Regions from separate parts of the Mus musculus genome. Here regions 1 and 2 are each linked to region 3. Evidence: chromatin contacts called from public HiChIP or PLAC-seq and promoter capture Hi-C data. All regions are on one chromosome and are shown on one strand. The core of a region is the stretch at or near the end of the contact, and the rest is flanking DNA. Distances in the headings are between cores, read along the strand shown. Region 1 holds the start of Arhgap24 (Rho GTPase activating protein 24). Region 2 holds the start of Abcg3 (ATP binding cassette subfamily G member 3). Region 3 holds the start of Klhl8 (kelch-like 8).

The links. Promoter capture Hi-C pulls out the DNA fragments that hold promoters and counts their contacts. HiChIP or PLAC-seq counts read pairs in DNA pulled down with a chosen protein or histone mark.
Region 1: a promoter capture Hi-C map of pre-B cells shows a contact between it and region 3, with 4 times the contacts expected there. The contact joins the promoter of Arhgap24 here to the promoter of Klhl8 in region 3.
Region 2: an H3K27ac HiChIP or PLAC-seq map of microglia shows a contact between it and region 3, with 6 times the contacts expected there. The contact joins the promoter of Abcg3 here to the promoter of Klhl8 in region 3. A contact is called at or near these places in 1 of 39 promoter capture datasets (pre-B cells) and 1 of 115 datasets of contacts at active chromatin or transcription factors (microglia).

Annotation. Positions count from the first base shown.
Region 1 is chr5:102,478,829-102,482,889 of GRCm38.p6, forward strand. It overlaps Arhgap24 (Rho GTPase activating protein 24), which reads left to right and starts at 2,563. Exons shown (of 10, transcript NM_029270.2): 1 at 2,563-3,034.
Region 2 is chr5:104,980,459-104,984,382 of GRCm38.p6, forward strand. Abcg3 (ATP binding cassette subfamily G member 3) reads right to left here and starts at 2,259. Exons shown (of 16, transcript NM_030239.2): 1 at 2,091-2,259.
Region 3 is chr5:103,909,863-103,914,077 of GRCm38.p6, forward strand. Klhl8 (kelch-like 8) reads right to left here and starts at 1,397. Exons shown (of 10, transcript NM_178741.4): 1 at 1,254-1,397.

The DNA.
Region 1 (4,061 bases), core at 1,313-3,812, 1.4 Mb before region 3:
TAAAACAAACAAACAAACAAACAAAAGCAAAAGCAGGCTCTGAAAAACAGCCCCGTTTTAAAGGCGGGCCTCAGTCTTGGTTCTCTGTGCATGTAGCACCCACACAAATTCTGCTCTGTTGCCAAGAGTCAGTAGGAAATGCAAGGAGTTTGGCAAGTCTTGACTGTTCTGTTTTGTTACTGTGTGTTTTGCCCTCTTAGGAATTTATGTTTTCCCCAATGAAAACATAATTAAAGAGCCTAGTCTCTGATATTAATGAACAATTGGGTGGCAGGACAATGACTAACTCTATGCTAAGGGTTTCAAGGAATCTGGTAAGGAATCTAATGAGAAGGCATTTTTATTTTAAATGAGGAAATCCCATTAAATTACATTTTCATTCCATACTTGTTTAATAGTAACTAGTCATATGTGAAAACACTGGACCCATGGAGTTTACAAATGTCTATCCTGTCCCCCTTCACTGAATTCCTAATGCAGCCTGGCCTAACAGGAGCACTGTCCAGGGGGACTTTCTGGTTGGGTGATGTTTCTGTCCTTGACACCCAGACAAGTTGTTCAGATGCGAGGCCGTTATCTTCTTTCCTTTGTCTTCTTCCTAATTGTTTTCTAGTCTCTGGAGAACTTCTGGTCCTGAAGGTGTTCCATGTCTTCCACGGATGGACTGTGTGCCCCAAGGCCTACCTGCCTTCCATAGCTGGCTTTCTTTTCCTAGACGCTCCAGTAGGTGCCTAGGACTCTGGATTCCTAAAAGTTTGTTTGTCCCTCTGAATTAGTTCTAGGGTTTGCAGAGTTATGCTTCACCCTCAGGATTAAAGTTAACTTGACACCATTACTTCAAATGACCCTTTGGCCACACCCTCTGCAGACTCCCCAGAGCTGAAGGAGAGACATCACTTCTCAGAAGCCACCACCTCTGGTGAGAATCAAATGTCTGCCCGCTGGTTCCAGGATTTATCTCTTCTTTAAAGTTGTTACTGGGCACAGGAAAGCAGCGTCCCAAACATACTTAATCCTCTCCGGGGGTGAGTGGTGCAATCAGAATCCAGGAAGCAGCAAGTGTTACATTCCCTAGTCACAGATTTTTATGTCAATCCCAGCAGGCTTCAGTGCAGCACCAGCGTTGTTAGTTATACACTAGTGTACTTGGCTGTAGAAGGGTCTGTGGTCCTTCTTAGCAGATGGAACTCTTCCTTTACCTCATCTGCCGTCTCCATGACAACCCTCCCCTTTCTCTTTCTGTGTTCTCTCTAGCCTAAGAACCCCATACATCACACTGGCTGGTGAGATGGTGTCAAGTGGAAACGATGGAGACAGAGGTGTGAAGGCCAAAGGCCTTGGACACAAGGATGGGATGTATCTTAATCTCTCAGCCTGGGATCTGCCGGGCAGCCTCCCTGAGTTTAATTTGTGTCACCTTGGGTCTGAATTGCTGTGGTAACATTTGTTATAACCAGAAAGTAGGCTCCCAACCTAATAGCAGTCTTGCCTTTTTGAAATGTCACAGTCTTGAATCATACCTACTGACACTTGTCTTCCAGGGGCTCTCAGGGCATGGAATGTGTGCAGATTTCATTTTGGTTAATCTCATTGTTTTGCAGTTCTCATTTAGAACTGCCCACAGGCTGTCACTTGACAGTGTTAACAGTCCGCCATTACAACATGCAAGGCCTTGTGAGCCGCTGAAGGTCATCTATCCCACCAATTAGAAACACAGGCCACATGGCTTCTGGCTAGGGGTTCTACACACATTTTAAAGGATCAGGCAAAAGAGCTTATTCCCCCCCCCCCCGAACTTAATTTCATTCATTAAAGGGCTGAGGTGTCTCCTGCCAGAAAAATCAATTTTCTAGTGGGACCTCGGCCTGGGATGGAGCAGACTCATCCCTACCCCCGCCCCGGAAACCTGACGGCAACAAAAGCAAAATACCTATTCGTGCCCATCCAGGCTTGTATGCTCGTCAGCCTGAGCATGTGCCTGGACATCCCAAAGGACAAAATCCAAAACACCAGGCTTTAGGAAACCTAAGAGTGCCAAACACCTAGAACAGTAAGCGCTCAGTGGGTGGGAGTGGGGAGGGCTGGGGGCTGGGGGCTGGGGGCTGGGGCAGTCTATATCAGGAATATATTTGCCACCTTGCTCTGAGAACTCTAAAAGCATGTCAAGACGGTTTATTACACTTAACATCTCTCGAAATGCCTGACTAGAGCACACTCATCTAAATACGTTTTTAGGAATAAAGCTTAAGCTGGAGAAATAAGATTTGGCAGAGATGGTGGCAGGGCGCGCATAACCAGTGTGTGAGGCTTGCTGAAGGAACACAAGAGTGGGGGCTTTGGGTTCCTTACATTCTCTCACCCATAGCCACAGATCTGTGAGCAGCATGCCCTCATGCTGCATTTGGGCTGAAATGAACGCAGCCAACTGCAGAGGGCCCAGGCAGTGGTGTCTGATGGGGCGCCCGCCCAGCATTGCTCTGGAGGTGAGGCTGGCGTGCAGGGCGGGGCTCCCGCCACCCCACCAGTGCTGCTTGGGTCCTCTGAAGCCGCCAGCTGCCAACTGAAACCCGAAACCCGGCTGCGTCTGCGGGCTGGCCCCACTCAGTTGTTCCAGCCTCTTGTACTGTATATTTACACATTCACACACAATCACTCTTTCTAACTTCTTGACTCTTTGCGCAACTGCTAGGATTTCTCAAGTGCATGTGGCAATTCAGCCCGGGTGAGAGAAAGCCGGTGGGACTCGGAAGGGAATCACGGGGCCGCGGGGCCGCCCAGGCTGCAGAGGGGACAGAACTAGAGCGAGACAGCGACTGCTGGGGGAGTCCCCCCCAACTTTCCATGCAGCTGTGGCTCTGGGGCTGCCCGGGCTTCCTCTGAGAGCAGCACGCAGGCCTGGCGAATGGGGTTCTGCGCTCGCCCTGGGAAGTAAAGGGCACCCTGCCGACTGGAACTCATCTTTAGGCCAGTCCTAGGAGCCTGGACATCGGAGCAGCCGCCAGCCATCCCTTGTAGGTCCGGCATCCCTGGCAGGGTAGGTGATTTGATTGCTGCTGTGGAGCTGGGGCTTGGGGGGAGGGGGGGAGAAACCACCCGGAGGGTGGGTGGATAGCAGCTTCAGGCTATAGGGAGGTAACTGCTGTGAGCCAGGAGCAACGCTGGGACCATACTGGTTCAGTGTGTGTGTGTGTGTGTGTGTGTGTGTGTGTGTGTGCGCGTGCGCGCGCGCGCGAGAGCACTCGCTTGCGTGTAAAACACAACAAGCAGGCATCTTGTGTTTCTGACTTACAAAACAAATGCAACTGATACAGTCTCTACTCCCGCCGTCTACCTTCTCCTTTCATCTGCTGATGTTTTAGCTAGTTTCAGAGTTGCCTAGACAACTGGCGTGTGGAGGTAGATTTCAGTATATATTGTGTTACTATTGTACCGGAAAGTGGTAATCTTCGGTGGATTTTAAGACACACAGATGGGTTTAGACTTCTTGAAGGAGTAGTATTTTGAGGAGGTATCCACCTACTTTAAAAGAGAAGCAGGCAGTACATTCTTATTAAAGATAACTTTAGCAGTATTTCTTGTGAAAGTCCTCAAAGAGAGATTATTAGGCGGAATGCCTTTGAGATGCTAGGCTGTCTAATATGGGCTAGTGACCCAGCTCCTGGCTCCACTGTAATCTGTTCCAACTCATCTGAGTAAGTCTCTCCCTAGTGTGTTTGTTTTTGTCCCTTTACTCACCATATTACAGATTAGTCCCGTTTAGCTTCCAAAACATCACTGTTTCATCCCATTCTTCAAAAAGGAAATGAGAAAGTCAGGTGAGGTGCCTGAAATATACAAAGTGTAAAAGCTTTGCTTACTCATAAGTATAAAGTTTTGTCTTGTTGGGTCTACTACTAAATAAGAGAAACTGATTCGAATCTGGGGACATTTGCAGTGGTATTTAAAAGCTATACAGGATTGCCGAGATAGATGGGTAGGCAGATTCAATCCGTTCGTTCCCTGACTCTAATTAGAGCTCAAAACTAGCCCTTAAGGTCAAGAAGTGATGTTGGTATTGAACT
Region 2 (3,924 bases), core at 1,009-3,508, 1.1 Mb after region 3:
CTTGGAGAGGAAAAAAGAAAAAAAATTGCCCAGACACCTGGGCGGTGAGAGACTCCCAGGTCTCAATGAGTGTGGTCTGAGCTAAACTGCAGGGACAAAAATGGAGCAGAGACTGTAGGAAAGGCAGTCAAGTGACTGGCCCAGCTCGGGACCTATCCCATGCATGGTTGGGCATCAATCCCTGACACTGTTACTGATGCCGTGCTGTGCTTGCTGGCAGGGGACACAAGTTTCCTGTCTTCAGTCTGTAGTTCAGGATTCTACTCTAATAAAAAAGTTCTTCTTTGGTCTCTCAGTCATATCCTGCAGGTCATGCAAGATGAGGTCATCATAATTTTTTAATTAATTATTTTGTTCATTTATACCCAAATGTTACCTCCTCCTGGTCTCCCCTCCCAGAGTTGTTCACCTCATGCCCCTACCCCTCTGCATGGCTGTCCTCTGAGAGGCTCTACCAGCAGAGCTGACTGAGACAGATGCAGATACTTACAGCCAACCCTTGGACTAAGGTCAGGGACCTCTATGAAAGAGTTAAGGGATGGATTGAAAAAGCTGAAGGGACAGAAGAATGGATACAGAAAATGTGGTATATTTACACAATGGAGTAATTAAGTAATTCTAATTAAGCAGCTCATTCTAAGCCTTCCTACTTCAAACAGTTTTTAACTACAACTAAATTTAAATAAAAAATAGTCAACAAACTGTCTGTGATGACAGGAAAATTGTGCTGAACTGATCATAGCTTTCATGTACTGAATGTCACATGGTGCCCCAAAGTATATGCAATGCGACTACAAGGTAAGTATTTACCAAATACTTCCAGAACATGAGACTTGCCTAACTGCATAGGACATCTCAGTTTGTCTTTAGGTAAGACCTGTCTGTACCACACAGGGTAAGGAAAATGACAGCCACAGTTTACCCTGGCATGAGTGCTGCTGCTGGCATCATGGGATGGTTCGTAGCATAGTCTTCCTTTGAGTCTCTTCTACATCCCAAATTAACACATGCAAGAACGTTCCCTCAAAGGCAAACTGGCAAAAGCCTCTCTGAAAAGCAATGCGCTTCCCTTATTGTTCTTGAGCTGTGGGGCTGAGCAACCCCTTCTTGTTATGGTCACAGGAAAGCAACTTAAGGGGCCAGAGATATGGCTCGGCAATTAAGAGCACATACTCTTCCTATTCTGAGCGCCTGCATAATGCAGGGAGGGACTTACAACACCTACAACGCCAGATCCAGAGGCTTCAGGGCCCTCACAGGCCTCTGTGGGCTCCAGACATGCAAGCAGAGCACCTGCATACATGTAACAAACAAACAAAACAAAACAAAAACAAATCAATCATCTAAAAATGCAACTTTCACCTTGGAGGGTCCCTCAGTGCACTGGGCCCCTTCTGATCTCTCCATGTCCATGGCTTCTGGAAGCCCTCCATTCTAGTTTGCATTTTATTTCTGCTTATGATATTTCTTCTCTTCTCAAATGCTACACGGATGCTCAACCACGGTACATGCAAAAATACGTTCTGCATGTGTTTGTGTCTTAGTGCACATTGATGCAAGAGAACACACTAAGTTGGCGAGGCACATGTTAACACCCTAAGGAGTGACCACACTTCTAGTATTAGGGAAGAAAATAAAACAGATTATAGATACACAATCCACTAAAAGGTTTGCAGTCTAATAATTCTGGTCTTTAACTTTTCTGTCTGTTGAAACCTTTTCTGAACTATCTGAGGAAGAGTCGCAAGAAGTTGGTAAATATCTGTATATCGAATTAGAGATTGCCTGACAAATTTCATATCATGGGATAAAGAAAAAATTATAAACTGCCCAGCTCCCTTAAAGTAACGGTGTTAACAAATATCTCATGCACTTCTGGTATCTCTGCTACCAGTAAAACTTTTACCTGCCCAACACCAACTGTGTTTGCCTTCATACATTTGGCAATCAAAAGTTGTACACTGCTAACCCACCCAAACAGAGACCCTCTATGAACCAAGTTGCTTTGCATTTCACAGTTGCAAATGAAGCTGCAGTGGGTTTCCCAGCCCTCTCTTGCACTCTTCTGCATCCTGCTCACCCACACTCACCACTGTGAGATAATGCAGGGGCTCAGGTTGCTACTTGCACAGGAAGATTTGCAGCTCGGGTCTTTGGAAGGTGCAAGAGGCTCTGGCTTCTGCTCTGCAGAGCTCTTGGAGCCTCTGTGGTCGTGGTCAGGAGCAGGGAACCCGAAGAGAGCAGAGGAAGTAGCAGGCAGTGGGGCGGAAGGGAGGGTGGGGCGCGACATGGGGAAGATGCAATCAGGGGAGCCCTGGGGCTGGGGCCCCCTTTGGGACAGGTGCGGGGCCAAGCCATGGGGAAAGGGGCAGGGGCGAGTCCTGGTGCAGGGGCGGGAAGGGGGGAGTCTCTGTGGGGCGTGGTTGGAGTGGCGTCTTGGGGTGAGGGCTCACCTAGGGGTTCAGCCAGATCCGGAAACCTGGGCAAACTTTTTGCCCTAATTCAGGCTCACATTGGACTCTGAGAAGCCAGCATCCAGGAAAAGACAAAGCGAAAGTAACAGTTTCTGTGGTGTGTTTTGAATTTTTTTTGTTTTTTGTTTTTGAATTTTGTTTTGTTTTGTTTAACAAATGGGATAAAATAAACAGGAGATGAATATATGCTTATCACAGAACAGGACAAACAATGGGTCAGGACGACAAAGGATATGTTTTGTTAAGTGCCCATGCTTTTAATATAATTTGATTTATAGCTTCTTTTTATAACTGAAGAGACCAATTAAGAAATAATTCAGTGTTTACGATTGTAATCCCTATAATCGAGAGGCTGGGACAGGAGGTTGGGAGTTTGTGTGCCAGGCCTAAACATCGAACTCTATCTGAAAAAGAGCAAGAAGAGGGCACAGTGATTAAGTATGGACTGTTTACTTGGGTCAGACTGCTCTGTGTGTGTGTGTGCGTGTGCGTGTGCGTGTATAGCATTGGACGAACCTTAAGCCAATGTTGAAGTCATCCAAGTAAAATTTCAGTACTCAAGACGTTTTTAACATTCAAGCATGGATTAAGAAGGGACATTAAGTCGGCGCCCGACTCCCAGCCCCACCCTACCCCGCCCGGTTCTACAGTTTTAGCTTCTAGATGTGGCCACCTGTCCTGAAATGAAGGAGATGGTTGTACCTCAAACCTGACTAAAATCTCTCTTGTAAGTCTGTGTATGACTTCCACACCCGGTGCCTGCGGAGGCCAGAGAGATCTCTAGATCCCCGGGAACTAGAGTTACGAATGGCTGTGACCGCCCATGTCCCAGATCCTCAGGAAAGAACAGCAAGTGCTCTATACCATGGAGCCATCTCTCCAGCCATGGCTGAGAGCTTTGAGACTCAATTACAAGCCTACATTTTCTGGTTTGGTAGGAAGACAGTATCATTAAGTGAATCCTCTCGCTTTCTGGGAATAACTACTAAATGGAAGTTTGCCGGTTGTGACGGTGAGGTACTAAGGATCTGTGTGGTGTACGTGTGTGATGTAGGTGTGTACACATGCTGGAACATGTCTTTTCTGGTCTTGTCTATTTGGTGTTCTGTGTGCTTCTTGTGCCTTCTCTTAGTCTTAGGGAAGCTTTTGCCTATGATCCTGTTAGTCTGTTCTATTCCTCTGACTTGGGCTTCTTCTCCCTTACCTGGGCCTGTAATCGAAAGGCTCATTTTGTCTATGTTGTCCCACATTTCCTGGGTGTTCCTTTCCCGTGTTATTTTCTTCTCCATATTCCTTGATTATTTGCTCTAGATCTCTGCTTTAACTTTGAGTTCTGATTTTCTTTTTTCTTTCCTTTTTGTTTTTGTTTTTGCTTTTCGAGACAGGGTTTCTCTGTATAGCCCTGGCTGTCCTGGAACTCACTTTGTAGACCAGACTGGCCTCGAACTCA
Region 3 (4,215 bases), core at 147-2,646:
ACAGGGAGGTTGGGTTTCTGTAGGAATGGGGAAATTATACACTCTGGTTAGCTTTCGCTGTGACTTCAAATTAGGATTTGGAATTTATTAAGGAATGTGTAACGTTACAAATTAATAGCACTAACAGTTATCAAATGCTAAAAGAATAGTTTTAAACGTAAAAATTCAGACTGGAGATGTACTCAGTGGTAAGTAGTGTGTTCTCCCGGCATGCTCAAGGTTGGGGGGTGGGAGGTAGAGTGGAGGGGGAGGGGTAGAATAGGAGAGGAGGGGTAGAAAAATATAAGAATGAATATAAATCCAAGCGCATACAGCTGAATACAGCATCTTGTGACTTCTTTTTATACTTGTGTTCCAACTATTTGGTATTTTCAAGGCAACATGACTAAAGTTTTAAGTAGGTCAGTTGGTTTGACTGACAAACCAAAAAATAGGTGCCAGGAGAAAGCAGGCAGAGAAGCAAAGGCTAATGATAAAGCTACCTGCACGCAGTTCACAAGCTCTGGTAGCACTAGCAGAGGGTCTCTGCTCAACTAAACGTACCCCACCCGCCCCTTAGCACGGCCAGGGCTCACGGAAGATGGGGAAACAAGACTGAAAACAATTAACGAGGGGGGGGGGGGCGGGGAGAGAGAGAGAACAGCATTAAATAGAAAAAAGAAAAAAAGAAAAAAAACCCACGTGTACCTGGCAGGTTAATTACTGTGGCAACCCAGGTTCTAAGTAAGACCTATTGCCCAAAGTATCTGCCTACGCTAATACCTTAAGGTAAGAAGCAAAATATAAAGGTAGGCAATTAAAGCAGGTTGGCAAGAATATTCAAAACTGCGAGGATTTCCACGAAATGCATGATAATAAATACTGCCTGCAGGAAAAGGAAGGTAACAAGCTCCCCAAACCGTAACATCAGGGCCGTGCAAGCCCGGGAGACGGTTGGGAACCCCAAACTGTGTCCACAAATCGGGGACCCTCCCTGGAGCAAGCCACGAGCTCAGCCTGGAGCAGCGCCACCCGGCCGGGTACGGATTTTGCAGGAGCCCCGCGAACCCCGGGAGGGGGACACCCCTGAAGTCGCCCAACCCGGACCCCGAGCACCTGCGCCGCCGCTCAGGACAGCGCGGCCCGCGAGGCCCGCCCGGATCCCTTCGGTTCCCCGAGGGAAGGCGCCGGCGCCGCCCGGCAGCTCCTCACCGACGCGAGCGCGGGTGACCGCTCCAGGCTGAGACCCGCGCGCGGGATAACGCAGCGGTTACCTCTGTCCGCGGCCGCCGCGCAGGCCGAGCCGCCACACCCGCTCCGCGCCGGCGCCGCGCCAGCCCCGCTTGGACACCCCGGGGACGCGCTCACCGGCCCGACCGCTCGCTCGTGCCCGGCTCGGCCGAGCGCTCTTGAGAGCCGCGGGGGCGGGGCGGGGCGGGGCGGGGTGGTGAGGCACGAGCGTGCTGCGCGCCGCACTCTGGGAAATGTAGTTCTCTGTTGCCTCTTTGAAGAGCGCGCCTGCGTTTCCCTTCCATCCCTCCCAGTATTCATCCCCTGCGTGGGGAATATCCCAGATTTTATAGCTATTCCTATCAGTTTTATCTCATGCTCTGCAAAATGTATACAAAACAGCTTGTGTCTGCAAAGCAAGGAAGTAATTGAACTAAATACCGAGTGTTAAACACAATTGCTAGTATAAACTGGTGAGATAAGGCAAACTCTCAGTAAAGTTGCTGGAAATGTAGGGAAAAAGAGCAAGGGCATATATTAGGATAGTTCCCTGAACTCTTTTTTTCCAGGGCATTCTGAAGCTTCCAGAATCTTCAAAGCATATTCGAAATGTAGCCATAGACCAGGTGGCTTGGTGCAGGAAGATAAGGTCAGCTGTTCCTGTGGCTGAGATATAAAGATACAAATTGGATCCAGCCTAGGCAAACCACAGAGACTCCAGCTGGGCCTGAAGGAGACAGGTGTCATCACCTGCTCACTTGCACTGGTTTGCTTGTGCCAGCTAGACCCCAAAGGTCCCAGAACCTGCTCAAACATCACCCACGGGTGGGAACCGTTGCCTTAGGGCCACTTCTGCAGGGCTCCTCGAAAATGAGGATCCGAAGTCCCCTGAAACAGAGAGCTCAAATCCATCCTTCTTCCTCAAGTGGTTTTGGTCACGTATTTCGGTACAGTGAGAATAAATTGCTACAACTCTGGACCTAGAGAGGAATTTCTGTTGGCATAGCGGGTTCAGGCAAAAATAATAATAATAATAATAATAATAATAATAATAATAATAATAATAAATCTTAAAGTTAAATATTCATAGCAAATGGGGAAAAAACGAGGGAGCGGGGCAGCCAGGACAAGGACCTGTCCTTAGAGGGATACATCCATAACAACAATTTCACCTAATTATTTTACATATCTATAAAGTGAAGATAAACTAAAAAGAAACGAAGCATGTGGTTTTCTAAATCTAGAGATTTTTCTTAGCTTCATTTGAGAATACACAAGCTGGTTCATAAACAGAGGATATTAGACTCCCCTACCCTGATCTCTATGAATTAAAACCAGAAAGGATGTGATGACACCTCCTGAGTAATTATCTGATTGCACTGGGTGGGAATAAACGGTAATGTTAAATCCCAGTCGGCATTTGCATTTTATATTTTAAGTCTCCCCCTCTAATCCTGGATTAAAAGGCTTTAAACCTCCACCAACATTTCAGATGCTGTCTGCAAATGGATTCGGAAAACTTAATCAAGAAGACAATTTCATCTTCATCTGTAAAGGAGATGAAGCTTGCAGGCAGCAGCAGGAAAGTCTGGACAGAGTTGCGGAACGTCTCAGCGTGAAAATGAACCATCAAGACAATCACCTCCCTGCTGCAGCACCTCACTGGCTTGTATCCCTGTCTGCCCACTCATGGACTCTGACCATCCCCTTCCTCTATGCCAGTCTTACTTGTTTAAACTTCTCTGAACCAGGAGTTGTGGAATCCCAGCATTCAGGAGGCAGAGCAAGCGTTCCAGACCAGCCTGGGCTACATAATGATAACCTCGGGCTAACCTGGGCTACAGCAATGAAAGCCTGTCTAAAAAAACCAAAACAGAAAAAAACGGAAACAAAAAGCAATTACCTCCTGTGCTCTACCTCCAAGACACATTGGTGTCTTCCTTTCCTGGCCTTGGCTCCGTGGCTCATTTTATGCTAATAAATTAATGATAGTTTTCTGTCCGGTACCCATGTAATCAATCTGACAAAGTTATCTTTAAATCAGACTAGAGAGATGGATCAGTGTTTCAGAGCACTGGATGCTCTTCCAGAGGACCCAGGTTCTGTCCCCAGCACCCTACTGGTTGACTTTGGCCAGCCCTGGCAAGGTGAGCAGGGCTCTGGCAGGCTTTGCCCCTGTCTCCCATTTCTTCTGCCTTGCTAAAACCAGTAGATTGCATTCCTGACACCAGCCATCGAGGTCTGTCGCCTTATTTGACCACTTCCCCTCTTGAGGCTGACGACCAAAGTCCAACTATTGAAATGATGATGTCCAGCAACCAAAAGTCCCTTTTGGCTCACCTGCCCAATCAAAACAAACCAACTCATCATAACACGGGGCTTCTCTCTCTTACCCTTACAAAACACCATTTTCCTATAGGTCACATCTGTCCCCACTCTATGCAGAGACAGTCTTTTGTCCCTGCTTTAGGACAAACATTCTCCCTCCCCCCCTCGTTCCCTTCCCCTTCTCCCCTGTACTCTTCTCCCTCACCCTCCCTCTCCTGTTGTTGTCTCTTATCTCCTGCCCTCCATCCCTCTGGGGTAAGTAAATCTTGGTGTTGGCTGAGAACTCGGTCTTGGGGTGTCCTGGGCCATTGCCCATCCTTTCAGTGGTGGCTAACAACAAGCAGTAACTCCAGTTCTCAAGGATCCAAGACCCTCTACTGGGCCTCTGTATTTATGTGGTGCACAGAGGTATATGCAGATAAAACACTCATATACATAAAATAAGATATACACAAATCTCAAAATAAATGAACAACCCTCTGCTCATCTTCACTCATCTCTGAAATGTTTGAAGTTCCTTCATTTCTGATTGGACTTTATCATTTCTGCTTCTTTTGACATGTTGCCTGTGGAATCCTAACCACCATCCGCTATTACTTAGACTTTTTAATCAGGAAGGCTCACCCACTCCTTGTCGCCTCCCCCCCCCCCCACAGTGAGACCCTCTTTTTATCCTTA